Linked DNA regions of Mus musculus: all the other regions are linked to region 5. The links are chromatin contacts, called in public HiCAR-type, Micro-C and promoter capture Hi-C maps. All regions are on one chromosome and are shown on one strand. The core of a region is the stretch at or near the end of the contact, and the rest is flanking DNA. Distances in the headings are between cores, read along the strand shown.

Evidence for each region. Promoter capture Hi-C pulls out the DNA fragments that hold promoters and counts their contacts. Hi-C and Micro-C count contacts between places; a contact is called where the count stands out from the background. HiCAR-type assays count read pairs that join an accessible place to other places. Capture Hi-C pulls out chosen DNA fragments and counts their contacts.
Region 1: a contact with region 5 is called in a promoter capture Hi-C map of adipose tissue, with 3 times the contacts expected there. The contact joins the promoter of A330035P11Rik here to the promoter of Mbnl2 in region 5. A contact is called at or near these places in 4 of 39 promoter capture datasets (liver, neutrophils and pre-B cells), 1 of 484 Hi-C or Micro-C datasets (B cells), 1 of 115 datasets of contacts at active chromatin or transcription factors (fibro-adipogenic progenitors) and 1 of 9 other capture datasets (adipose tissue).
Region 2: a HiCAR-type map of astrocytes shows a contact between it and region 5, with 2.0 times the contacts expected there. The contact joins the promoter of Abcc4 here to the promoter of Mbnl2 in region 5. A contact is called at or near these places in 2 of 39 promoter capture datasets (liver and pre-B cells), 3 of 115 datasets of contacts at active chromatin or transcription factors (astrocytes, large pre-B cells and microglia) and 2 of 9 other capture datasets (adipose tissue and liver).
Region 3: a contact with region 5 is called in a Micro-C map of the G1E-ER4 cell line. The contact joins the promoter of Ubac2 here to the promoter of Mbnl2 in region 5. A contact is called at or near these places in 4 of 39 promoter capture datasets (hippocampal neurons, liver and pre-B cells) and 1 of 484 Hi-C or Micro-C datasets (the G1E-ER4 cell line).
Region 4: a promoter capture Hi-C map of pre-B cells shows a contact between it and region 5, with 5 times the contacts expected there. The contact joins the promoter of Gpr18 here to the promoter of Mbnl2 in region 5. A contact is called at or near these places in 2 of 39 promoter capture datasets (the C10 cell line and pre-B cells).
Region 6: a contact with region 5 is called in a HiCAR-type map of astrocytes, with 4 times the contacts expected there. The contact joins the promoter of Cldn10 here to the promoter of Mbnl2 in region 5. A contact is called at or near these places in 1 of 39 promoter capture datasets (pre-B cells) and 3 of 115 datasets of contacts at active chromatin or transcription factors (astrocytes, large pre-B cells and trophoblast stem cells).
Region 7: a contact with region 5 is called in a promoter capture Hi-C map of pre-B cells, with 5 times the contacts expected there. The contact joins the promoter of Clybl here to the promoter of Mbnl2 in region 5. A contact is called at or near these places in 1 of 39 promoter capture datasets (pre-B cells) and 1 of 484 Hi-C or Micro-C datasets (B cells).

Annotation. Positions count from the first base shown.
Region 1 is chr14:122,104,746-122,108,534 of GRCm38.p6, forward strand. It overlaps A330035P11Rik (RIKEN cDNA A330035P11 gene), which reads right to left and starts at 2,229. Exons shown (of 4, transcript NR_015586.3): 1 at 1,039-2,229; 2 at 187-696. It overlaps Tm9sf2 (transmembrane 9 superfamily member 2), which reads left to right and starts at 2,337. Exons shown (of 17, transcript NM_080556.3): 1 at 2,337-2,690. The coding sequence starts at 2,523.
Region 2 is chr14:118,704,113-118,707,782 of GRCm38.p6, forward strand. Abcc4 (ATP-binding cassette, sub-family C (CFTR/MRP), member 4) reads right to left here and starts at 2,107. Exons shown (of 31, transcript NM_001033336.3): 1 at 1,924-2,107. The coding sequence starts at 1,997.
Region 3 is chr14:121,877,187-121,880,850 of GRCm38.p6, forward strand. Ubac2 (ubiquitin associated domain containing 2) reads left to right here and starts at 1,420. Exons shown (of 9, transcript NM_026861.2): 1 at 1,420-1,588. The coding sequence starts at 1,558. 1810041H14Rik (RIKEN cDNA 1810041H14 gene) reads right to left here and starts at 2,222. Exons shown (of 2, transcript NR_130999.1): 1 at 2,022-2,222.
Region 4 is chr14:121,913,864-121,917,370 of GRCm38.p6, forward strand. It overlaps Gpr18 (G protein-coupled receptor 18), which reads right to left and starts at 2,025. Exons shown (of 2, transcript NM_182806.2): 1 at 1,814-2,025. The region is part of intron 4 of Ubac2 (ubiquitin associated domain containing 2); the gene reads left to right. It overlaps Gm46485 (a long non-coding RNA gene), which reads left to right and starts at 111. Exons shown (of 2, transcript XR_001781471.2): 1 at 111-3,154; 2 at 3,252-3,507.
Region 5 is chr14:120,274,368-120,277,705 of GRCm38.p6, forward strand. It overlaps Mbnl2 (muscleblind like splicing factor 2), which reads left to right and starts at 1,302. Exons shown (of 8, transcript NM_207515.2): 1 at 1,302-1,538. All of the region lies in intron 2 of Gm52122 (a long non-coding RNA gene), which reads right to left.
Region 6 is chr14:118,853,670-118,857,429 of GRCm38.p6, forward strand. Cldn10 (claudin 10) reads left to right here and starts at 1,281. Exons shown (of 5, transcript NM_021386.4): 1 at 1,281-1,540. The coding sequence starts at 1,321.
Region 7 is chr14:122,179,404-122,182,968 of GRCm38.p6, forward strand. It overlaps Clybl (citrate lyase beta like), which reads left to right and starts at 2,291. Exons shown (of 8, transcript NM_029556.3): 1 at 2,291-2,378. The coding sequence starts at 2,323.

The sequences.
Region 1 (3,789 bases), core at 979-3,478, 1.8 Mb after region 5:
CAGGTTTTGCTCCAGTCAGAGTTATCAGTAGTCTGAAAAAAGTTGCGTTTTTCCCTTTAATCTAGTCGGGAAGAGCCTCACCAACCAGGAGCTGGCTACCCAGAGTTGGAAAGCTTCGCCCCGCCCCCGCCCACCCCGCCCCCTCCCGCCATCAGGTAACCTAGGGAACCGCAGGTGAGGCGTTACCCAGAAGAGGCCGGATCCGGAAGTAGGGGTCGCCCCGCCCACCAGCCAAGAAGCGGCCCAGCACGGTGACGTGTCGTTGTAGGAGTTGGCTTTACTCGCCGTGCGTACACCCAGTTGGAGCTCTGAGCGAGTCAGCTGTCTGGAATCCCGATGTCGTTTTCATTCTCAAAGACTCCAGTTGTCCGGGTTTTTAATTTACTTTACCCAGAGTGTTGAGGCTGTCAGGTCTCGGGGCAGGAAGCACCAGGTCACCGTGGGTTCATCACTGAGTATCCCAGGCCATCCTGGGAAGTGATTCTCGGTCTTAAGCTTGTGGTGGTCTGTGAAAGCGAGCGGGAAACCCTGGGAACCCTCAGGCGTTAGCACCGCAAGTCTGCGACCCTAAATTCAGGTCTAGAACCTGTGTCCTCCGGCGACCAGGGCCGAGCGAGCACTTCTAGTTTGCTTCGCCTTCGTCTCTCCAGGCCCTGCTGTAGAGTTGGAAGATGCAGAGACCAGGCCCCTGCAGCCCTGGGAAGTGAGACAGTGAACAATAAACACGATCGTTTCCGAAATTGGTAGACACCGAGGAGCAGCGGTGGAAATGGGGGACACCTACATTCTACATTATCCCTCTTAGCACAAGTAGAAGCTGGGGAGACCTACAGAGTGGCCTAGCGTGGTAGGTAGGAGCCTAGAGACCACCAAAAGAACTCAGTGGCACAGCGAGCAGCATGCCAGCTATGGACAGTGAGATTGTCACAGGTAGAAAAAAGTAGTAATGGCAAGGTTGGAGCGGGAGCTACGGCAGTGAAGGTCTAGTTTGGTATTATCAGAAAAATAGGTAAGGTGTGTGGGGGGTGTTAATCCTACCTCTTTATATTTGGAGACAGCTGCTTCCTTTTTCGACAAAGGGCGTTGTCTTGACTTAGCCCAAAGTTCAGTATGTGCATGTATTTGAGATGGTGTGCGCTGATGGACACGCCTCCTTTTGTTATAAAAGTGGTCAGGACCGCCTGGGACAACTACTATATCACCTATTTTTTTGTGATATAGTATTTTTTAACTTAATCTTTACCACTCTTTGAGAGGGTGAGCACCCTTGTCTTCTCTTCTAACTTTCATTTCTCCAGTGATGAACCCATGCCCAGAGGCACATCGCTAGATCACAATGTTCCAAAGCCAGGACGCTCAGCCAGTACAAATTACCTTTGATGTTAAAGCTCTTTTTAGGTATGTCAGTAGTTCTTTCTGTAGGTGCTAGAGCCATTGAAAATCTGGTTAGTTGTAAACTTTGGGGAAGGGAGCAATATATGAGCACACAGAAAAAATTTAATAGCATGAGACTACAAACTTTTTTGAATTTACCTATTTTCTGAATTTGCCTTTTCTTGAATTTGGGGGTTACAGTCATCCAGGACTGTGTTTTATATTCTAAGATGATGCACTTGGGGAAGAATTCGGTTGAAGTCTAAAACTCCATGGGCTTTTTATGCTAAACTTTTCTCCTCCTTGAGCATAATGCTTGCGCACTAACACAGAGACATAACCATTTCCCATTATCAATGGGAAAAGCTATGCACCTTGTCGAAGAGTAATAATGCCGTAATAGTCTTCCTTAACACGACTGCTTTGCTTAACTAAGCCCCGGTATCTTCATTGCAACCTGCCATTGCTACTTTATATTTACTACCCTCTCTCATCTATCTCATTTCGACTTTCTGAAAGATATGTTTGTTGTGTGCACACTTCTCCCACACAAGAATGTCCCAGCATTTCCGATGCTTAGGAATTATTCTTGCAAATAACCTCTAAGAGCTGTTTAAAGATTTACGAACCGCTCTTTCCATTTGTTCCCTTACCCTGGCCCCAACTAGGTAACCCCTGAGCTCTGCCTCATCGACCAACTCGGTCTCCATCAGAAAGTACTTGGTTCATCAGTCCTGAGCGGACTGACGGGTATGAGGTGACAGAGGGCAGAGAAGAGGTGCGCCCGAGAAGCGCGGCGCTCTGGAGCGCCACGGTGGAACCTGGAACCCGACTGTGGGTGCCGGAAGCGCGCAGGCGGAAGTCACCCAGATCCCGGAACGCGGATCTCTTGGCCGCCCCGCCCGGAAAGAGCCCGCTGCGCTTGCGGCGCCGGCACTGAGCATGTGCGTGCGGCCCCGCGCATGCTCCGTGGAGGCCCGCTTCGGTTTCTGTCGCGGGGCCCGCGGTGTCTCCTAGCGTAACCGGAACTAGCCGTTGCGGGCCGGCCTTCTCTGCGCTCGGGCCTTGAGGTGATCTCCGAGCGCCCCGGACCCCTCCTTCCTCGCCGTCCCCCTCGGCTCGGCCGCTCGCCTCTCACAGCCGCCGGCATGAGCTCCAGGCCGCCAGCGTCGCCGCCAGCGCAAGGCTCCAGGTTGCTGCTGCTGTCGCTGCTCCTGCTAGGGACGGTCCCAGGCCCGCGCCCGGGAAGCGCCTTCTACCTGCCCGGCCTGGCGCCGGTCAACTTCTGCGCCGAAGAGAAGAGCAACGAGTGCAAGGTGGGGGAGGCCTGTCGGGCTGCGCGCCGCGGTGGGAGCGGGGTCTAGGAGCGGGGTCAAGGAGCGGGAAGGGGCGTAGCTGTGGGTGGGGTCGCATTTCGAGCCGCGACGGGACGGGGGCCTGCGGACCCCGGGTGGTCCCCGCGGGCTCGTCGCTGCAGCTCGGGGCGCTTTGCCCGGACCCCGGCGGCTTGCGGAGCGCCCTTGGACTGGCCTGCACGCAGGTACGCGGTGACCCGATGCCCACACGGGGCGCTCCCAGCCGAGCGACAACTTCCAGTAACTTAATTTCGTAGCTCACTGTTTTATTGCACTTTCCTAGAACTCCTGGTCATGACGGCTTATTCTCTCTAGGACTTTGATACCGAACTTCAAGAATACTAGTTGATCATTTAACCTGTGGATTGTGACGCATTCTAACCCTCCTTGAAAACCGCGTTAATAAAGACTAGTTGTAGTTAAGTTTAGTCCCTGGCCTTTAAATTTTTTTTTAAGCTATAAAATTTTTAAGAGACCCCCAAATGGGTTTCTCCGCGATGGCTTTAAACACTTAAAAAGCAGCAGAGAGCGGGAGAAAGAACCTGCCTTGAAAATGTTGGTTTCGTAGGCCATCCGCCCACACGTTTTTCAGTTTACCAGCTGAAAGCAGCTTTTAGGTATCAGGTGTAGAGCATCACAATACACCATTATTTCGTAAAGTTACTAAAACTTAACCATTTGGAGGATCCAGGGCCTCTCAGAAACCGTTAATTTTAATACTTCAAATAATGGTTAAGAAAACGTTTACACTTTTTATTTACTAAAATTTTAAGCTGGTGTTTATTTTATGACTCTTAGCTATACCACAGTTGTGAATTTTGAGGTTGTTTTAGAGTATTAGGGAGGCTATTAAAGTTTTCATGGCATTTTGCAGCTTCTCTTTAGGTTTGTGGGCTATCCTGTGTGGCGTTAACATGGTCACTACAGTTTTAGAAAGAAACAAACGTGTATCTATGACACGTAAGTCGTAGAGGGTTCAATAATGCCTACCAATCGGTAAGATTCACCCAGGCACACAGTCCATTAACTGTGGTACCCGGAAAAGCAGGAACTTCTGCCT
Region 2 (3,670 bases), core at 857-3,356, 1.6 Mb before region 5:
CAGGTTTGGATCCTGCTGGACGCCAGTAGCTTTGCCATCCTAGACGGGTTAGTCAAAGTACCTCAGCTTGAGCCCCCTCACAAGGGATAAACTAGAGGCAATAGCTAATTTCTCACCAACTGGGAAGTAGAAATGGGACTCACCCCAGACAGCAATGTAAAATAATTACCCTTTTTTATTTTAAAGTCTATCTATAAGCCTGACTGTAACACAATATAGACCAGGTTGGCCTCGAACTCAGGGGTCCACCTGCCTCTGCCTACTCAGTGCTGGTATTGACAGCTTAAAGGCTGTGATACCACACTCAGCTATTCCGTACATAGTTTAAGACCGTGTATTGACAGATGTGGTGGCTCATACCTATAATCCCAGCACTGTGGAAACCGAGGCTGTAAGGAAGATTGCTGTGCATTCGAGGACTTCCAGACCAGCCTGTGCTACAGGGTGAGGCTGTCTCAAGCAAACAAACAACAGCCGATTGTGCCTTGCTACCTTATCCTAGCTGGTCTCAGCTCCATAGCTGCTCAAGTCATCCTCCCACCTTAGCCTTCCAAGAGACAGGGACTGGAGGTATGTGCCACCCACACCCAGCTCTCGCTTCACCTCCATTCTGAAAGTCCGCTCACAGGAAAATCATCAGGAGGTCTGTGTATTGCCAAAAGCTCGGGAGACCAAGACAGCCCACCCGCTCTGAGTTATGTATTTTTTTTTTAAATTCATTTCACCACATTCCTTCTTCCCGCAAGCTCCTCTTGACCGAGTGTCCAAAATCGGATCCTGCACACACTGCATCAGCAGTTAAAAACAGTAGTAAATGACTCTGAAGCTCCCTAGGTTTTCACATTTTAAAAAGGTAACATTAGAACGTGAGGAAGATGAAATGGCGGAGGTCAAGGAATAAAAACTATTCTTGTTAGCCAAGCGTGTACTAGCCAGCCCAGGCTACTAGGCGGAAAACTACTTAGGAATGTCATCTATCTAAACCTCTTCACCTGTTTCCTACAAAAAGAGGGGTGGGGCGGAGACCAGATCAGGGAACCCATCAGTGGTTTTAGGCATGGAAACCTTGACTCCTGTCTCTGAACACATCTTGGTAAGACCCCCAACAGGCTTCCGAAACTCATTCCCAAGAGGGATATGGCCATCAAAGGCAGAAATGAAAAGTCCATCTAACAGGGGAAAATGTACTCCACTATGGCTGCGTTTCTGTCAAGAGGAAAACATCATGTTGATCTTGCTCAAGAGTAGTGTCCCCATTCGTAACTAAATAAAACATCGTAATAAAGTGACCTTTTAACTCACAGCCATACTTAGGTACTAGGACACACACAGAGGGGCCAGAAGGAGAGACGGGATCCTAGAAGTTAAACTTCCTTACACACACACACACACACACACACACACACACACAGGCAATCAATGGACCTGAAAGATGTCTGGTAAGGTGTTTCAGAAGGCCATGGGGACAACAGAGTTTGGCGTTCGCCCAGAACTCTAACTTCAGCTGCTTTTTGATAAGCCCATCTGTTCACTGCTGCTTAAAGAGAAATAAAGAGGTGCAGTTTGGGTGAGGGAGTTGTGCAAGCCCTGAGCCGGGATGGGAAGCTAGCGAAGGTGGGCATACAGAGCCCGCCCTCCAGGGCACCCCCGCACCTCCCATGGATCCCCACGGTTTCGGGTGGGCGCCACCTGCGTCTGCCACCGGTCCCCGCGTGCCCCTCCTGGAGGAGAGCGGCACGGGCGTGGGGTGCGGGCGGGGACCGCAGGCCGCGTGGCGCACGCGCGACAAGGAGCCCGGAGTGTAAGGCTGTGCAGGAAACGCATCCTCCGACCATCAGGGACCGGCGCTGAGCATCGGACACGCGGCTAAGCCGACGCGGAGCATCTCGTGGACGGAGGAACGGGCCCGGACCCGGCACTCACCAGAAGAACACGCGCGAGCAGAGGTTGGCGTCCTGCAGCGGGTTGGGTTTCACCTCGGTGTGCACCGGCAGCATCTCGCCCGCGGTGCGCGCGGCCGGGCGGCGGCTCCGGGAAGCGCGGGTGAGGATGCTCGAGCTCCGGCCTCGGCCGGAGCCTCGCAGGCAAGCAGCGGCTTCCGGGAACCAAGCGCCGGCCCGCCCTGACCCCGCCTCTCGGGGCTCCTCGGGGCGCCCGCTACGCGCTGTCGCCGCCGCCTCCTCGAGCCTGGGAGAAGCGTGTCGCGTGAGAGCGCAGGGGGACGGCCGCTGGGGAAACGACAGAGACCAACCGCGCGCAGGTGACCGGGGGCGGCTCGGGGAACGCGGAGCCGGGCGGGGAAGCCGCACGTGCTTGAGACCCGTTGCAAACTTTGCCGAAGTTTAAGATCAGCACCCAAGCACCACCCTGAAGGTGGCGGGGGCGGTACCGGCTGTGCCCGCCCCCGCGCTCGGAAACGCCCCCTAGGCTTTGCGCTCCTGGAGATCTGGTGAAAGCCGCCTGGCTTTGCCTGCGGTCCCCTGGCATGCTGCCCTCATCAGGACCAAATAGGGTGCTGTGGGAGATTGTTCCACCTGCAGGCCAAGAGTCGGACCTGGAACAACAGCAAGGTTTATCAGATTGCCTTTGCAGACCTTAAAGCCGTGAAGACCGTCAGGCCACCCGATATTAGGACACAAGGATTTGGGGAGATGAATAGAGTGCTACCATTTCGGACGGCTTCTTGACCTTTCCTACATTGCTTGGCATGGCGGACCTGTGTAAGCAGTTGGCTGTCCTCTTAGATTAGGTAAGGGAAATCAGATAATACGCTGCCTGGCATGTTTCTTTCACGGAGCCCTGAGAGGCTCCCAGAGGATCCGTGGCAAAGGGAACCGATGTTACAGGACACCTTGCTGTGCCTTTCTATAAGCCTACTCCGCTTCTAATTTACTTTTCGAAATGGTTATTACTATTTTACTGAATAAATTCAGACTCAAAAGATCTAGCTTGTCCGAGATCTTAAGGTTAGTGATGATGAAATCTGACTTGTACTCAAGCTGGCATAAGAAGTGCCAGGGTGCCCCGACACAGTGAGGAAGGTATGGGTCCTGGCTCGTGGACTAGTGTTCACAAGCCCAGGGTTCTGGCGTGGCCGTGTTAACTGCCTCTGCTGCTTTGGTTCACTTCAGCGCTGGGTAAGGAAAGAAGAGCGGTTTCGAATTCATGGCCCTAGTGACAATTTCACCGGTCCTTTTGCTGTGAGAAAATACTCTGACCAGAAGCAGCTTGGATAAGAAAGAGTTTATTTCAGGCTTACACTTGCAGGTAATAAACAGTCTATCACGGAGAGAAGTCGGGCCCAGAGCTGAAACAACAACAACCCTGTTGGCCTGTTGGTGCTGACTCCAGCCTGCAGTGGGCTGGGTCCTCATGCCATCTCCAATGGGTCATTCTCTCACAGCTGCCATCAGCCAAGCCCATCTGGGCAGTTCTTTACTTGAAGTTCCTAATTTTCTGGTGACTCTAGGTTGTGTCTGGTTGACAATTAAAAAAAAAAAAAAAAAAAAAAAAAGCCGGGCATGGTGGCCCATGCTTTTAATCCCAGCACTCGGGAGGCAGAGGCAGGCAGATTTCTGAGTTCGAGGCCAGCCTAGTCTACAAAGTGAGTTCCAGGACAGCCAGAGCTATACAGAGAAACCCTATCTCAAAAAACCAAAAAAAAAATCTA
Region 3 (3,664 bases), core at 170-2,669, 1.6 Mb after region 5:
CTTCTGACTACTGTTCATCTCACAGCTTTCTATCTTTTCAGATTTCAGATCTTCCAAACATACTAATGTTCAACGGAATGAGGAATTTACTTCATTTCTTCCTCTCTAACCCTGATTAGATAATAACCTTTTATAGTTTATATTAGTTTACCATAAGTGGTTACTATCTATAATATATAGGACTTAAGTAGACAGGATTAAATTTCAAAACAGTAATTTAAGAGACATAATGTGACTTTGAAGCTTTCCTTAAATCTACACTATCCCCCTCGTTTCTATGTATTTAACCACTATAGGGCCATTTCTTAGATGAATCAGGCAAAAATGTCCAAATTCAACCATTCAGTTTTGACACCGGGTACTTTCCTAGGCAAACCATTTTAAGGAAGAATGCTTTTAATGCCTGGCTCAATACCCTGTGGGGATTCCCTGCGCACTTCTCTCTTTTTAGTTTGTTGTGATGTTTTGGATGAAGTATATGAAGAAAAGCTCACCCAGAGTAGGTCTGGAATTAGAAAAGCAAGCACTTAGATTAAATGGCATTTTTCCCTCCATAAAATGTCAAAGTTTAAATGGTGGCTTCTAGATTACTTGCAACTGGGGATCTGCCTTAACACGCACTTGGTCGTCCTGCAGTTCCAGTTGGTTTATCAGGCGCTGGTTAATTGGAAAACCTTACTACTCATGGATGAAAAAGAACGGGAAAGGAAAAATACACGTTTTAGCATTACTACAAAAATCGGCCGGGTCTTCTGAACACCCTTCAGTGCTCCCAGGGACCCCATAGTTTGAGAACCAGTCTTAAGTGGGCTACAGATTTTGTGGGAATCAGCTTCTGCGAAGATCATAAGGAAATAATTTTCCTGCGAAATAACTCAACTGGATGAACATACAGTCCCCCCCCCCCCCCCCAAGCCCTGGCTGTCCTGGAACTCACTCTCTAAGACCTGGCTGGCCTCGAACTCAACCTCCCAAGTGCTGGGATTAAAGGCGTGCGCCACCACTGCCCGGAACAGAAAGCTAAGTGTATTTTTAAAACTTTTTCTTCTACTAGCCGTCTTGTCCACCCTCACCCCAGCAACCCCAGGTGCTTGGTGGGTCACCGGAAGCAGACTGTTCACTGAGCGCCAAGGCCCACACGGAAGTACTGAGCATGCGTGGGACTCGCGGCCGTCTCGCCCAGTGAAAGGTCAGAGGTCTCGAGAAAGGCCTGGTGTTCTGTGGCGGAAGAACCGGCTCGCTCACGGCGCTTCACGCCGTAAGGTTCTGTACTGGGAATTCTGGCATGCGCCAAACCCGCCCCGAACTACCGGAAGCAGCTACCATCCGGCTCGCCCGCACCTACGCACTTCCTCTCTGGGAAGGAAGGGGCGGGCTCTGGCCGAGTGTGCACGCCCCACGGGCTGCGCATGCGCCTTCTTCCTGGCGGCTCCGGAGCGCCTCGCCGGGCCGACTTCGCTCGCTGGTTGACAGTGCGCCTGCGCGGTCGCTGGGGGCTCTCCACCTCTGCCTCCCCTCCCCCTGACGCCCCGCGGGGGCTCCGGGCCCGGCGGGACCATGTTCACCAGCACCGGCTCCAGTGGGCTTTGTGAGTACCGGTTCCCTCATCCTTGGGCCGCCCTTCGCTCCATTCCGAGCTCTTCCCGGACCCGGCTCGGGGCAGCGGGGGACTCGGGGTTGCAGGAGGCTGGGGGCCCCTTGCCTCCCGCGCCCGAGCCTTGTCAGTTCTTGCTCTTAGGGGGCAGCGGGCGCCGCACCCACCATAGCCCCGAGGGCCGAGGGGGTGCCACGTCCATTCCGCTCCCGGCGTCTCCCACAAGGTGCGCAGCAGCTCCTGCCCTGCTGCAGGTGGGCTGGGCAGTTAGGGTCCAGCCGGGTGCCCCGCTCATCTCGTGGCCCGGGCCCACGCACGCACTTGGCGACTCGAGTGCGGGGCTGGAAGATGTTCCCGTGGGGGCGACGCTGGAACCCTGCTCGGTTCCCTCTCCCCCTTCATTCATACAGGCTTCTTTGGGACCCACCTGATTCCTGGAACGTGTGAATTTCATCCTCCGCTCCAGAATCTGCCCCCTCAATATTAACTTCCACGTACATCTTACCCGTTGTCCTTGAAGAGTTTTTGCGAGCTGAAAAAGTGAGCGCTTTTCAGTGAAGTTAGGAAGTCACTTGGCAAGAGAATGCAAGCTTTGCTTCTGGATGCCGCTGCACTCTCCAGGAGTGTCTGCGGTGGTCAGCAGGTAGAGGGCGGAGAAGTTTATTCAACCTCCAGGCACCCCCCCCCCCCACGACATTATGTTGAGTTGACTTTAGAGAGTGGACTCTTAACTAAACAGTGTTGAGATTAGGCATTGATACACTAACAGCAAACTGTTTGAACAAGCCGCAGTTCGCAGTTTCTTTCTCTGTCGGTATTTCCCATCTCTGCGTGTGAAGTTAATGTTGCTAGAGCACAGAAGTGCCTGGCATCTCCAGATGGTACATTCTGTTGTGAACGTCATGAGCCTTTCAAAGAACACTCCTGTTACATAGTCTGAGAGCTGACTGTCAGAGCCAGCGACATAATTTAAAGTCGTCCTCACCTCTCACCGTAATCTCAGGCTTTGAAGTAGGTTTAATGTTGTTTATGATCTCCATATTTAGTACCTAATTTAAGTTATGGAAACGTTGACGTATTGGCCCCAGAATCCATCAGAACTACTAGTGAGTTGGTCTTCAAACTACTGTTTGGATGAATAAGGTAGTGTGGCTTTCCTAGGGTTACACTATGTGGGTGGATCTGTCAACAGCAGATTTCTTCGATTTTAGTTGTTCTCAGCATCTTGAGGCACCCTTTTGTACCAAACATGTAAAAGTTAAAAAGTGACAGTCTGGGGACATGGCTCAGTGGTTATGAAGCTTGTCCTGCAGGCATGAATATCTGAGTTCTAATTCTCAATACCCATGTAAAAGCTAAGGCATGCAGTGTGTGTCTATAACTCACCAGTGAGAGGTGGAGGCAGGAGATTCCCCAGGGCTTTGCTGGCCAGCCAGTTTACTGTGTCAAAAAAAGTGGAGTGATTCAGAAAGACATCCCAATATCAGCATGCACACAGGTATACACGTGCACACACACGTGCGCACACATATGCACACGGGAGAAATCTGATCGAGGGCAGCACAGTATGGATTAGGTTGTAGTCGCATTTGTAGCACAGCTTTAAGAAAGGTAATCATTTGTTATAGCTGGCATGGGTGCGTGTTGAACAGGTGTGTTCTCAGGGCCAACTGTAGCCTAGGGAAAGCTGAGGTTATAGGTCCCTCTTGAGCTCCCTCGAGCCGGTGTTCAGAGCGGAGGAGTTACTGGGATGGCTTAGGTCATGCTTTAGGTGTGCATTTGACAAGCATCCAGGACCTGTGAACTGTTTGGTTTTGGAAACACGGTGTTAGGCAAGTCTTAGGTTCAATGTTTCTGATTTTGACAATAGAGCTTAGTGGTGGTTCTCCCTAGATCAGTCATTTGGCCGTTCCTGAATGTAATGACTTTTTCTTTTTCTTTCCTTTTGTTTTGTTTTGTTTTCTTTTTCTTTTTTTTTCAAGACAGGGTTTCTCTGTGTAGCCCTGGCTGTCCTGGAACTCACTCTGTAGACCAGGCTGGCCTCAAACTCAAGAGATCCACCTGCCTCTG
Region 4 (3,507 bases), core at 775-3,274, 1.6 Mb after region 5:
TGTGTACAGAAACTAATAATCCCACCATCAAAAACTGCATATTTAAAAAGCAAAGGATTTTTTTTTTTTTTTTTTTTTTTTTTTTTTTGGTTTTTCGAGACAGGGTTTCTCTATGTAGCCCTGGCTGTTCTGGAACTCACTTTGTAGACCAGGCTGGCCTCGAGCTCAGAAATCCTCCTGCCTCCCGAGTGCTGGGATTAAAGGCGTGCTGGGATTAAAGGCATGCTGGGATTAAAGGCGTGCGCCACCACCGCCCAGCTAAAGCAAAGAATTCTAATAGTGCTTATAAATATGGTGCTCTCAGTGTGACATTCCCTTCCCCAGGGTGCATTAGCCAGTAGAGGCTGTAAAGATACTTCATATGTAGAGTGCAGCCTGGGGGGCATCTCTCTGAAATAGGAGGGTGGATAAGGAATTTTCCTTAAGAAAGTCACTTTGCAGCGTGCTGATGTTTAATTCAGCTCTGAATCTTTCTTTAGTGAAACAATAGGGAGGATTAACAGCCTGTGGCTGGCTGATGAGAGTTAGTTTGAACAGTTGGGTAGACAGGACCAGGTACTGTGTGCTTTCTCCTTTGGTCCCATTGTTGTTTGCCACATAATTGGCTTAAATGTGATTTTGGAATAAAATCCTATATATCTAAAAACCTGTATTAAAATTTCCAAATAAGGCTGAGAATGGTAGCAACATGCTTTTAACTCTAGCACTTCTGAGGCAGAGGGAGGGGGAATCTCTGTTTGAAACTAGTTTGCTCTACATAGCACCCCCAAAATGTATATAACTAGAATACTAGTTTCTACGCAAATAAGAAAATTACTGCATAGTAAGGTTAAATCTTTAGTATTAAGCAAAGGAGACTTAGAGGCTTAAACACTGTGGTCTTTAAAGAAGCCTCTGAGGTATAATGAAGTCCTGGTCTTTCCTCTATCACCATTCTCCCTGGTGTTGTCATGAAAACACCTGTATCTACAGGCTGTCCTTCCCTGGCTGCTTTTCTGTAGTCCACCTGCCCCAGTTTTCACTGTGCTCAGTGCGATGCTCGATGCTTGTGTCTCTGTATTACCATCCGGACTATGTTCTGCACGATTTTGAGCGAGTGTTGAAAACCGATTGTCTTTCAGGTTAACTTTTGAAAACTTAAGTACCATGACTATCTGTAGGTTTTGTGTTTTTTGTTTTTATTTTTTTTTAAATTGAAGCCAAGTAATTTCATGAAACAGTAATTGAAACTATATGACAAAGACATTGAATTATGTTATGATGTACTATGTCATCAACATAATGTGTTAAATGACAGGGGAATGAGAGCGAGGCCTCAGTCCTACACCAAGAACTACTAGCAGCTTCTGTGCTAAAAGTGGGAGCAATAGGCCTCCCTCAGGAAGAGCCCACCAACTGGTTATCCAGTACTAAACGGTCAGCTCTGAAAACACGTGTGAGTAACACTACACAGAAAAGCAGGTTATATGTATTTAGGTGTGTGTGTGTGTGTGTGTGTGTGTGTGTGTAACAACAATTAAGAGAAGGAGGCCATGAATTTGTAAGCGGTTAAGGAGGGTCACGTGGGAGGGTTTGGAGGGAGGAGAGGGAAGAAATGATGTAATTATATTGGAATCTCAAAAATAAAATAAAAACATTTAAAACTCTACACTTAACTATTAATAAAAAATATTGAAAATGAGCGCTGAATCCTGGGAAAAGAATAACCAGTTGTTTCAAGGTCTTCATCTGATGGAACAGAAGTTTTGAGTTTAGTAAACACAACATTACTTCTGATAATGGTTTGCCATGAAATTAATTGAATGCAGCTTACCTCCTGTCTGTCAAAGGCTGTCTGAGAGGTGACCGTTTGCCGCTCTGCCCAGTCCCAGAGAGAGAGTGCTCAGAGTCGCCTGTGTTAGGTAGGTGGTGTCTCTGTGCTGTGTCTTGTTGGAGGGTTGTTGAGATGTAGTACCGATAGTGGGGTTGGTCTGCTGAGCTCTGAGCACTGCTCTGCCGTTTTCAGGAAACGCTCTGAAATGAGACACTCAGCGTGGGACTTTACCCTGGATGTGGTTTTCTCTTTCACAAGTGATTTGTTTATGAAGTCCTGCTCATCTCGGGCTGCTCTTGAAACAATGGCATATCTTGAAGAAAGGCAGATATTCTTGAATTAACTGCTTGTTTTGATGTTTGAAGTTTGTGTCACTTACAGGCAGGAGATTTGACACTGGGCAAAGCAAGGTTCAAAGCCTAGCTGCTTTCTAAGCTCCTCGACTTTGTCTAGCCTTTTGTTGTTCCTGTGTAGTTCCTATCCAGTTGAAATGCATAGCACTCATGTGATAGGATTGAGAACTCCTCTCCAGAAAAGTCCTGCCTGAAAGAGAGCAACTGCCACCCTGCCACCTCGGTCACCTGTCATCTTCTCCATGGCCCTGCTCTGCTCTGCTCTGCCCTGCCCTGCCCTGCAGATCTGTTCCTGGATCCTGTAGGTACTTCCTACACTTTGTCCATTTTCTATCTCAGGGAAGACTTGCAGTAATTTTTTTCTTGCATGAACATCCATGTAAACCATGGGAAGGACTGGGGAATTTACATGTAGCTGGAAGAATTTATATGTAGCAGTGTTCTCAGCTGAGAAGGGAAGTGAAACCCACAGAAGGGAGGATTGGGCAGCCCAGAGCATCGCTGTCTAGCTACTCTGAGTTTAACTTTCTCTTTAAAGTAGCCCAGCCCTTGTCCAGTTCTAAGTATCTCTACATTGGCTACACATTATTTGCCAGCCTTTAAATGGTGCCTAAGCTTAGCTGCTTCTGTGTCTATAGTGTGAGCGATTTAAACTGGCTCCTGTCATCTTGTCTGTCCTGTTTTGAGACGGGGCCTTACTGGCTGCTTTGGAGCTGTGTTGACCAGGTTGGCTTTGAACTTACCCTGGTCTTCCTGTCTCTGCCTCCTGAGAGCTGGACTCCAGCTGTCAGCCACCACAGCTGCCACAGCGTGAACTTGAGGTAGTTTGAGAACCTTGCTTCTTTTCCCAGAAGTGCTAAACTTTCATTCTACAAAAGGTACTGACGTTAGCTGTGCTAACAAACCACTGGGTGCCGTGGGAGCCTTCCAGAATAATGTGCTATAGAGCCACTGGAGACCACTGCAGCAGTTCCTGTGTGGGTGAGAGGTGATTGCCTTGAAACCTTCTCTAGACATGCTTTGGCATTGCCAAGTTACATCATAATTGTTTTATATGAAGTTATGTTTTTTCATATGCTACACAGGTCAGCCACATGGATACCTCTTGACTGGGACCCAGTGTGTTCTGTGAGAAGGTTTCTGACAGGAAGTACTGATTGTGCTGCTACAGTCAACAGATGAGGAGCCTGGGGTGTCTTCTCATTAAGACTTGAGTCTTCCCCGTATGTAGCATTCTTAGTTGAGAACTTGCATTTCTTAGTGCAAGGTGCCCAGGGCAGATTTGGAACCTCCCAAAAGCTTGGCAGAACCCACCTGTAGACCCTCCCTCTAACCACCTCA
Region 5 (3,338 bases), core at 52-2,551:
AAGATATTCTATTGAAGAAAATTAGTCCACAAGTCACAAGAAATGATGTGTTTTAAGAACACAATTCCAAAATCTAAAAATACCAAAACCATTACATTCTGCCCTGTTACTCCATTCCAGATGCATTCGTTAAACAGTTGCAGAGAGAGAGAGAGAGAGAGAGAGAGAGAGAGAGAGAGAGAGAGAGAGAGAGAGAGAGAGAGGCTCAATCTTTCAGATGAATAGGATCTTTGTTCTTGCCTGTAGTTAGTCACGGGACCTTCATACTTAATTTTTAAGATGCAAAATGTTGTGTTTTGTGGAAGGAAAATGTGTGCTTATTGTGTTTTCTAAATGCCATATGTTTTTGTTTTTGTTTTCAAAGCATGCAGAAATGCTGTTGACTGAGAAGAAGAAAAAAATAACCCTTTCCGTTCTTTTTTTTCTTGCTTTATCTTAGGGAACCTCTGGCATCTGTGGGTCAACCTTTGTAGATTGAAAATGGAGGATGTCCCTTAGGTCAGTGCCATGTGTATTCAGCAGTAAACGCCCTCCAGCAGTCATTGCGGCACTAAAGACAGGATGGGCAACGTATGAGCATTTATCAAATGGCATCTAAGAAGGTTAAGACACAGTTAATCCCCCAGTGGGTGCCAGCCAAGAGCCTCAAAGCTTAATGTAGAGATATCAGTTCTGTCCTTCGGCATCCCCTAATTGAAGTCTCTAGTGCTCTGGAAACTTAGATGGAAAATATATGGGTTCCAGTAAGTAGCCACTGAAATGACAGCTCTCTAGAAAAGCTGTGTGCTGGGGCTTCAAGCATGGTCTGGTCTTCAGTGTGCAATCCAACTTGGCTATAGCCTCCCTCCGTCATGGAAATTGCCTGCAAATGTTTCGTAAGGTATCACTTTGCATGAAAAACACTGAATTGTCTCACAAACGAATGTGTACATCTATGTCAGTATGCTTCCTCAAACGCCCTAAGACTTTAGTTTGGGATCCAATTGGATTTCTTGGCCATCTTAGGAGTTTCGTGATTCCCGGAGTGTTTATGATGCAACTCCCAGCTACGGGCTGGGTGTCTCGAAGCGTATTTGTCTGAGCTACCCCTCTCTGTGCTCTGCCAATTATGTGCCACTTTGTCTCGGAGCTATGACTGCTTTCCTCGGAGAGGGAGATCCCTTTTCCATCAGTATGGACGCACTGTTTTCAGAGCCTGCCAGCGCTGTGTTGCTGTGTCAGTCATCCTATGAGGACCAGTTTCAGACGAGGAGGGCTGACGAGCTGGCCGGGGATTGGTGGGCTGAGCCTGGGCGGGGCCTGTGGGAAGGAAGGGCTGCAGCTCACAGCAACAGAGTTTAGACTGTCTTTGCTTCATCATCTGAAGGTAAAATTTTCCAGCCACGGCCGGCGGCTCGCAGAGTACAATAAACAGGGACGGAGAACTATTTGCATGGACCCCCCTTCCTCATGATGCGGTGGAGAAGCCACGGCCACTCGGTCCTGCCAGATGTTCTTGGGGTTACTGTACATGGGGAAGACGAGCAGAGCTAAACAAGGTAGGAGAAACAACCCCCCCTCCCCAATTTTTTTTTAATGTTTAAAGAGTTTGCTGCAGTATGCTGCATTCCATGTGTGTGCTTAGGGAAGCCAGGGAGACCGATTCCACTAATTCGAACGGAATACTCGCAGGAAACCCTGGAGTTTTACGTAACGTTTGGATTTGAGAACAAGAAACGGCAAAGCTGGAATCTACGCCGCCCGTTTAGGGTGAGGCATTAAAAAAAAAAAAAAAAAACCGAGGTTTTTATTTATTTATTTAAAGGACAGATTTGTTTATTATTATTATCTTTAATTATCTGAAAGATCCAGGCCAGGATTATCTTAAGATAATGGAGGTTTTTTACTGCCAGAGTGGGCTACAGAATAAAGTTTACGTGTTTCCTGTTCTTTGAAAACATACTTGAAATTAAGAATTTAAAAAAAAAATCTGCTTAAATAATCATCGGCTGAACGTTTGGGACGAAAATATGTCTGTTTCTTGGAAATTGGGGGCCACCCTGGTGCTACAGGGCAATGGCTTTAATTGAGTTTCAAAAGCACATTTTAAGCAGCACCAGGGCAGAAGAGGAAGCTTCCTGGCTAGTCTTAGACACTGTGGTTCAATGTTTACATTGCTTTTCCTGGCAGCCTCTGTCTTTGTTTCCAGCTTAAAAGTGGAACCATTATATTCAAAAGTAAGGCTGGGTTAATAATGCTTACTGCAATTATCTGATCTGTATGCATTTTTAATGAGAACACACAGCCAGCAGAATAATTTAATGAGAGCAGGCTAGCTTTTAAAGCTGGGCTCTCACTATGCCCAGCCAGATCAACTTTCTTGCCGAGAAGCAGCGGCTGGAAAGGGTGAAGCAGATTTATTTTTAACACACTTGGCCCAGGAGAAGGGAAGGCTTTCTCTGTGTTAAAGAATTCTTTCTGCCCTTTTCCGTTTTAAATTTCTGCCAGGCTGAGGAAACCGTGTTTTTTTTGTTAGGCCTTGGAAGCATGTGTTTACAATAAATGTGTAACATTTTTAGAATAGTTAGCAAGCACTGAAGCGAAGGGGGGAAAAAAAACTTGCCTAACTGCCACCTCCGTGAATGTTCTAATGTTCTTCAAAAAAGCCTTACTGTCTCTTTAAAAGACAAAGATTAAGTCGGAAAATGTCTATTAGGGCATTTTTATATTTAGGCAGCAACAAGGAACAAAAATTAAATGAGACATTTTATCATCTATGTAAGAGGAAGTTTCTTCCTCTCGTTTGCTCCGTTCTGAGGGAGAGCAGTGCTCATTTAAATAAGGGCAATGCCACGTACCACGGTTTTTACTTTCAAGGAGAAGTGCAGGACACTAGCCCAGAACTCCTGACGTCATCCCCCAACTATTTCTGCTGTGTGTTCTTCTATTCAGCTTGTGGAAAGGAATAGTTCTCTATGTCCAGGCCAGGAACATTCGAACTCCCAGTTGGCAGGACTTGAGTTATGTCTTCCCATTTAAACCCACAGCCCATCCATCCCCCCTCACAGGCCAAATAGGGCAACTTTGCCTACCTGCCTGTCTGCCCAGGTTTTCTGCAGGCTTCTGGCTTGGCTAGAGAAAAGCCATGGCCTGCCTCAGGGAGCCGGATTTCACTTTCTTTCTGGTCTAACTCGCTCTGTGTCGTGGCTCAGTAAGCCTTCCTGTGTGGCCTATCCCAGGGGGTCCCGTCCCAGGGGGTCCTATCCCAGGGGGCCCATTCCCAGCCCCCCTGGAAACTTTACCTAAGGCCCAGGTTATGCTACCAAGTTCAAGGTTGATTGGCTGGTGGGTGACAGCTG
Region 6 (3,760 bases), core at 31-2,530, 1.4 Mb before region 5:
ACACACACACACACACACACACACACACACTCACACACACTCGCACAGCACACACACATATTCTCACACATGCATGCATACAGATACGCACACAAGCCGCACCCACACGCCCACACACTCTCACCTACTGTGTGCATACACTCACACACATGCACAAACACTATGCACACACTCATAATTCTCTCTCTCACTCACACAAGCAAGATAAAAACAAAAGTCGAGAAGGGCTGGGGAGATACACAATCAGTAAAGCTTGAGTTTGGATCCCCAGCCCCTCTGTAAAAGGCCAGACCCGCGGTGGGTGTACAGCTGGGGAGGGAGGCAAAGAAAGGGAATCCCTGAGACTCGCGGCACGGGCCTAGGCCAATCTGAAAGACAAGTCGCAGTGAGAAGGACCACTAAACAAAGTAGATGGCACCAGGGGCTGCTCTCTGGTCTCCACACTCACAGACACACACACGCACACGCACACACAACTGAGCAAAGATTCATAGACATCTCTCTCTTGCTTCAGAACCCTCCCAGACCAGACTCCCCAAACTGAAAGTGTGTTGCTCTGGGGGGAAAACGAGTCAAATGACAGCCCCATATCTAGTGCATTAATTAGCCAAGACCCTCACGGGGCTCTCTGGAACTTGAGCTGGGCTCATCGGCTACCTCCCAATTAAGTCTGAGCTTCCTGATTAATACTTTCCACATGCCACTAGGCCGAAGAGAACTGAATTTTAAGGGGAAGGCCAGTTTCAGTCCCAGTATGCCCCTCTTCACAAGCCAAACAGGGTCACGCAAACAAGCGTTGCTCACTGGCCTTTTGCATTCAGCAAAGCGAGGCTGCGTTACCATACCGTTTCTTTTCAGGGCACACCAAAGTTGTTTCTGTTCTGCTTTTGCAAGGCACCCAGTGAGTCAAGCTATTTGCCGCGGGTAGGGCTGAGTCGGGGTGGCTCGGTGGGAGGCGCAGCAGGCTATCCACATCTGGTTGTCCCTGGACAGCACCAATAAAAGAGCCGGTTTCCGCGGCTCCTCTGTGAGAGATTTGGGAACCTCGGGCCCGGGGGGAGAGGGGAGAGCGCTGGTCTGAGGGCTTTGCGATTGCAGACGACGGGCCAGCTGCTGGGGGCGGGGGACCCAGGAGGTACCCCAAGACCTCCCCGCGCGCTCTGGGTGCCCTGACAGTACTGTGAGTGCGGGTCCGCCAGTGCCCTCAAGTGCCCAGTGGGCGGGACGGAGGCGGTGACCGGGGGCGGAGCCTCGGGGCTGGGCGCGTGGGGGTCGCGGCAGCGGGATCGGGAACCAGCGAGAGCGCCGCTGCAGCCCAGCATGGCTAGCACGGCCTTGGAAATCGTCGCCTTCGTAGTCTCCATCTCGGGCTGGGTGCTAGTGTCTTCCACACTGCCCACCGACTACTGGAAGGTCTCCACCATCGATGGCACTGTCATCACCACAGCCACTTATTTTGCCAACCTGTGGAAGATCTGCGTTACCGATTCCACCGGTGTCGCCAACTGCAAGGAGTTCCCCTCCATGCTGGCGTTGGATGGTCTGCATCTCTTTGGGACCCCATCCCCATCCCTGCTCCTTGCTGGCTTTCCAAGCGGGCGCGTCCTCTTATGGACCGGCCGTGGGATTCCCGGGTGGGGGAGGCTGGGTCTTATACTCTGCCCCGGGAGGGTCTGCGATGCCCGCTGTCTACGGATGGGTGTCCGGTGGGGCGTCTTCTGAGCCTGGGAACCCCTGGTGGTGACGAGTAGGATCAATTCAGGTAGTTGTGGCGCACAAGGCTGGTCCCGCGTCTGTCTGGGACTGAGTGTAGGGCAGCAGAGGCTGGCCACCCCACGACCAAAATCTGATTCTCATTAAAATGACACCACTGAGATCCATGAATGCTCGCCTTGATATCGCTTTAGCGGGTTCATTGAGTCTTTGAAAAGCCAGGCACGGAGGAGAGGCAAAAGAACCATATTGAAGTTTGTTGCTGTTTTCCTTTAAAATCCCTCCTACAAACTTGAGGGCTTGAGCTTCATTCTTTTTCTCAGTTTCAAGAAAATCAGTAGCCCTTGCTCATACGGGGGGTGGGGGTGAAGTGGCTCAGAGGGCAGGGGACGTTGGACAGCAGAGATCAACAGGATGAGTGACCACTCTTCCAGGCTTTGTGCAAGCATTCTGGGTCTTCTTCGCTTGGTATATGAATATATATATATATATATATATATATATATATATATATATATATATAAATTGGAGATAGATATTAACATAGGAAGATGTTATATTTATAATTTATATAATTTATATATTTATATATTTTATATTATATTTATATTTATATATATTTTATATTATATGTATATATATATTGGAGATATATATATATATATACATATATTGGAGATAGATATTACCATAGGAAACTGACCGTTTAGTTTCCAGGGTATAGTCAATACAGTATAATGCTCGTTCATGTTCTAGGCTCTTCCAGGGTTTTGCAAATGACTAAATGGATTCTGGCAGAAACTTAAGAAGAGCAGCTTGCTCCACTTCTAGATGTGAGGCGTTTTCCTTTTCTTTATTATTCCTCTTGCCATTTTTATTTGCATAGCTGGGTAAATAGAAGACTTGATTCCCCTAAGACAGTGCTTGCCACAAAGGGCAAACTGTTGCTCAATTCAGTGTTCTGTGGAAGCTGGTCTATGGGAATAGGTGCCTGCCTTTACAAGGCGGCACCCTGGGCCGGGCCCTGTTGTATAAAGTAAGTAGCTGGAACACTGTTTACTGCGTGCGTTGTTGCTGAGGTTCCTGTGTTCATCGGAGCGCTCATTCGGGAGACAACAGACAAGCTCTTGTTTCTGCGGTTTACATTCAGGAACACAGGATTCACACTATGTTCTAGAACTGTTCTGTTTATTATGCTATTGTAGCCAGGGATAGCCTGCTAGATAAGTCTGCTTCCTTCTTCGGGAGTTTTGGGGTTCAAGGAAGAGGAGAGAGAAAGAAAGAAACACTTCTTCAAGCTTTGCGTACAGGACCGTGGGGGTTTCCTTCGTATGTCTGCTGAGAGGGTGGAGGTGTTCTGTGGTTTGGACAGGCTGGGTAATGAGGAGGAACTGGGACACAGTCCTCATTATCAGGCACTGAACAGAGTTATGCCACTCACAAATGCATATATGCAAAATGGGCATGCTGATGTGACTAGAAAACATGTTTTTAAAACAAGAAATGATATATTCCACATAGTTTTTAAATTAATTACGTCTTTGTAATCGGTGCAGATAGAAGAAAAGTCTTAGCTGCTGCATAGCTCTCGGTACTCTGGACAGAATGACCCACTGACGCCGCTGACCCCTGGTGCTCACTGAAATCCTTTATCTTCTCCTCTGCGTGCACGTGTGTGTTTCTGTGCACTGTTCTGCCACCAGGCTGGAAGAGCATGCGTTTTAATGTCCAGTTCACACTGACAAACTGCATTCTACCAGAGTGCAGGGACAGCTGCCTCGTTGCTTTCTCTTTGCCGTTGCCATTCAGAATCGCACGTTAGAGCTGTGAGGCTACTGTTATTTTTGGTCTGCGTGCGTTCCCCTTAACTCCCTGCGAGTCTGACCATTTAGACTTGTTTGTTAACCATTTCTCCCTTTTCCTATGTATGTCTCACAACAATACTTGTGTTGTTTCTTGGTGCAAGCTGAGCCCATTGCTCGTGTGTGTGATGTCATTTTTCCATACTGAACTTAGAAAAAGGTGATGTGATTGATTATAGCTACCA
Region 7 (3,565 bases), core at 1,041-3,540, 1.9 Mb after region 5:
AGACGTCTCTTCCTTTCTCCCCAAGGAGCCAGACGCAGCCATCACCCTTATCAAAGGCAGCGCTGGCCGGGAGCGCGGCTGGGAGGGTTTTGTATCTTAGCAGCAGGAGGCAGCAATGATCTCAGAGCCAAGTTCTATCTGTGCCACTGCTTAAAAACCATTCCACAGAACTTCTAATAGGCTTCTTTCTAAGTGCGCCATTCTGAAGTTTGAAACCAGTGACACCGGCCCGCTCAGCCTTTGAGACTCAACTTTGGTGAGAAAACCCTACATCCGGCCAGACAGCAAAAGGAAGGAAAGAATGGATTGTGATAAAGAGCCTTTGGGGTTCCTAACCAGAGAATAAAGGGCTTCATTTTCCTAATGGGTCTGCCCTTTCCCACTGGAAAGTTATTTAAATGTTACAGCAAACAGTGAGGTTGATCAGATATTTTCAGCGGGCGAATCCTAGGAGGTGTTCTGTAGAACCAATACAAAGCTAGATAGTATAAGACAAACAATGAAGGTTAATTGAGTTTTCACGATAATTACAAGGCCATGTGGTGAAAATATAACTCACTTCTATCTAGGACAAATGTATTTGTGAAACAATGCCAAGATTTCAGCCACTTAGGGCCAGGGTGTAGCTCAGTGGTAGATAGAGCTCCTGCCTGCCTGGCTGAGGCCCTAAATTCTACTCCCGAGTATATTATTAAAAAAGGCATTTAGGCCACTTAAACCTGGGCCCAGGAGGTTCTCAGATCCCTGAAGTTTTATGCCTGCTCTACTTTGCCCTGAAGTCTTTCACCCTCCCAACCCGTCTTCCCCCACTACCTCCCCTCAATCCCTCTGACCCCCTCAGGTGCAAAACTTGCAATAACTCTTTTGTGCATGTAACTGACGCCTTACGTGACTTTTATTGATAAATAAAAACTCAAGGCCGGGCGGTGGTGGCACACACCTTTAATCCAAGTACTTGGGAGGCAGAGGCAGGCAGATTTCTGAGTTCAAGGCCAGCCTGGTCTACACAGTGAGTTCCAGGACAGCCAGGGCTATACAGAGAAACCCTGTCTCAAACAACAACAACAACAACAACAACAACAAAAGTTTTAAAAACTCAAACCCCCAGACCTGTGTTTTTACTGGTGGATGGATGGCCATAGAGAAGTGTAACAGGACAAAGAGTGTGATCTAGTATCTGGAGACAGACAAAGCTTGCCTGCTCAGTCTCTTAGTACAAGATATAGATGTGTAAATTAGAGATGGAATGGGTGTTCCTGATACTGCTTTGTCTCAGGCTCCATTTTGGCGGAACAGACTGGGGCCCGCAGTGGAGACAGGAAAGTGGGATGGTCCTCACTGGGTGCAGGCAGGAGAGGTCCGGGTGGGTGTGAGGGGGCCTCACAGAGGGTTTGAACAGTCTGCCCTGTTGGTATCATAAACTAAGCGATAACTCAGTCTTGCAGATATTCGGCATCTGTGCTGCCACTCTGGCTACAAAGGACTTCTGGGGTCTTTTGTTTTTGTTTTTCGGGACAGGGTTTCTCTGTGTAGCCCTGGCTGTCCTGGAACTCACTCTGTAGACCAGGCTGGCTTCGAACGCAGAAATTCTCCTGCCTCCCAAGTGCTGGGATTAAAGGCGTGAGCCACCACGCCCGTCTGGGGTCTATTTTTTAATCCAGCTTCCGACAACGACTTTGAGTGTCAATTCAGAACAAACGGAACGTAGTGACCACCAAAATCAAAACTGCAGAGGTAGAAGACAGAGGAATGGTGGAGGGTGGAGAGTGGAAAGGACCAGACACTAGGTAGGGCACCACTGGATTAGGAAAGACGACCGATGGCAGCTTCTCTCAGTTTCCGGAGACCCGCAGGCATTGGGAAGGGGCCTGTGTGGGTCCCAAGCCTGCACCTTTTCAGGTAGAGCCCATTTGCTTTGACCACTTTTAGCTTATGCACCATCGCAGGCTCACCGACTGTGTTAGGGGCACGTTGATAATAAAAACAGCAAAAAAGCCCCTCGGAAACCTAAATCTTCTCTGCCAGAGAAAACCCAAGTTTCTCTAACTCGTTTCAGAAGCGGGCGGAGCATTGGGTCACCAAAGCCTCCGCGCAGAGCCGCGCAGGGCTCGCAGAGGATTGGAGTGGCTAACGAGGGCGGGCGTGGTTTTGGAAAGAGAAGCGTTGCATGGGGCCTCGCCAGCAGAAGCAAGGTGGGGCTGAGTCTGGCTGGACTGGCCTGGGCTGTGGCAAGCGGGGGGCCGGGCTAAGCCTGGTAGGGCGGGCGTGGCCGAATCCAGCTAGGCGGGGCGAGGGCGGGGCGTAGGCGGGCCAGTCGGGAAGATGGCGTTGTGCGTGCTGCGGAACACGGTTCGTGGAGCGGCGGCGCTGCCCAGGCTGTGAGTTCAGGTTCTCTGTCCCCGCCACGCGGCGAAGGCGGTAGCCAGAGTGGTCTCTGGAGCCTGCATGGGCACTCTAGCCCGATACCTCTGTGCCTCCGGTCCTTGACCTCTGCCAAGGTCGCTGCGGCTGCTGCCTCCCAGTGGGAGGGCTTTGCGTGGACCCGGGCAATGGGTACAAACGTTACTGGGTTGGCAGGGCTGTCAGCATCTGGCATGTACCGCGCTAACTTAGGGGCGCTCTGGAGTAGCTGAGACGCTCACCCCACCTATGTGAAGCACAGTGGTTCCCAAATGTTGTTCTCTGGACCCACTTACCCAACCAAGAATGACTGAGGGTTCCAAAAAGCTTTTGCCAAAATCTGCTCATGAAAAACACTGAATTTTTTTTAGGTGAAAAGAGCATATATTTTGAAGTTTTCTTTGGTTTAACAAGAGACTTTAAGTCTTACGTCATCAGCTTTGGAGTAGATATTTGAAAAGAATTCCATGACTTGGGGAGTGGAGGCAGGAGGACGCAGGTTAAAGGCTACACTTAATCTACATAGCAAGTTTGAGGCCAGCCTGGCCTACATAGCAATACTAGTTGGTAAAGGAACTGTAGATTGTCACAAACAGTGACCCTCCCTCATGACACTTGCCTATCTGTTAACTGCACGTGTCCTGAGTTCTCCTTTAAGGTGTCTTGCCTATTGTGAGGAAACAGGATCAGAGACTGTCTCAAAGTCCCACGGAGCGATGGAGCCAGAGTTCACAGTTTAGCGTTTTTTACATCTTTTGTGTTGTGCTTCATGATTTACCCCAGACCCATGACAGGACCCATATGGTCTTAGGCACCTCATTTTCTCATCTGTGGCCTTGCACCCTGGCTGGAGGAAAATCACTCCTGGAACCTGAGTGGTGGTAAGGGAGGGGTCCTGGGCCAGCCCAGAGATTCCGTTTCTGAAGTGTGAAAGGACCAGTCCTGACCGCACACAGTCACCACTTCTAATAGGCTTGGAGCTTAGTGTAAACTCCTTTTTATCACCACCACCCTGCCCCCCATACCATGCATCATCTCTATCAAGGGCAGGTACTTGGCTTTAGTGAGCCAATTGTGCTAGTGTGGTCCTAGTAAACCCACCAGAGGATGTAAGTGCTGTCTGGGACCAGTAGGCTACTTCTGGAGGCTCCTTGCTTATTTTCAG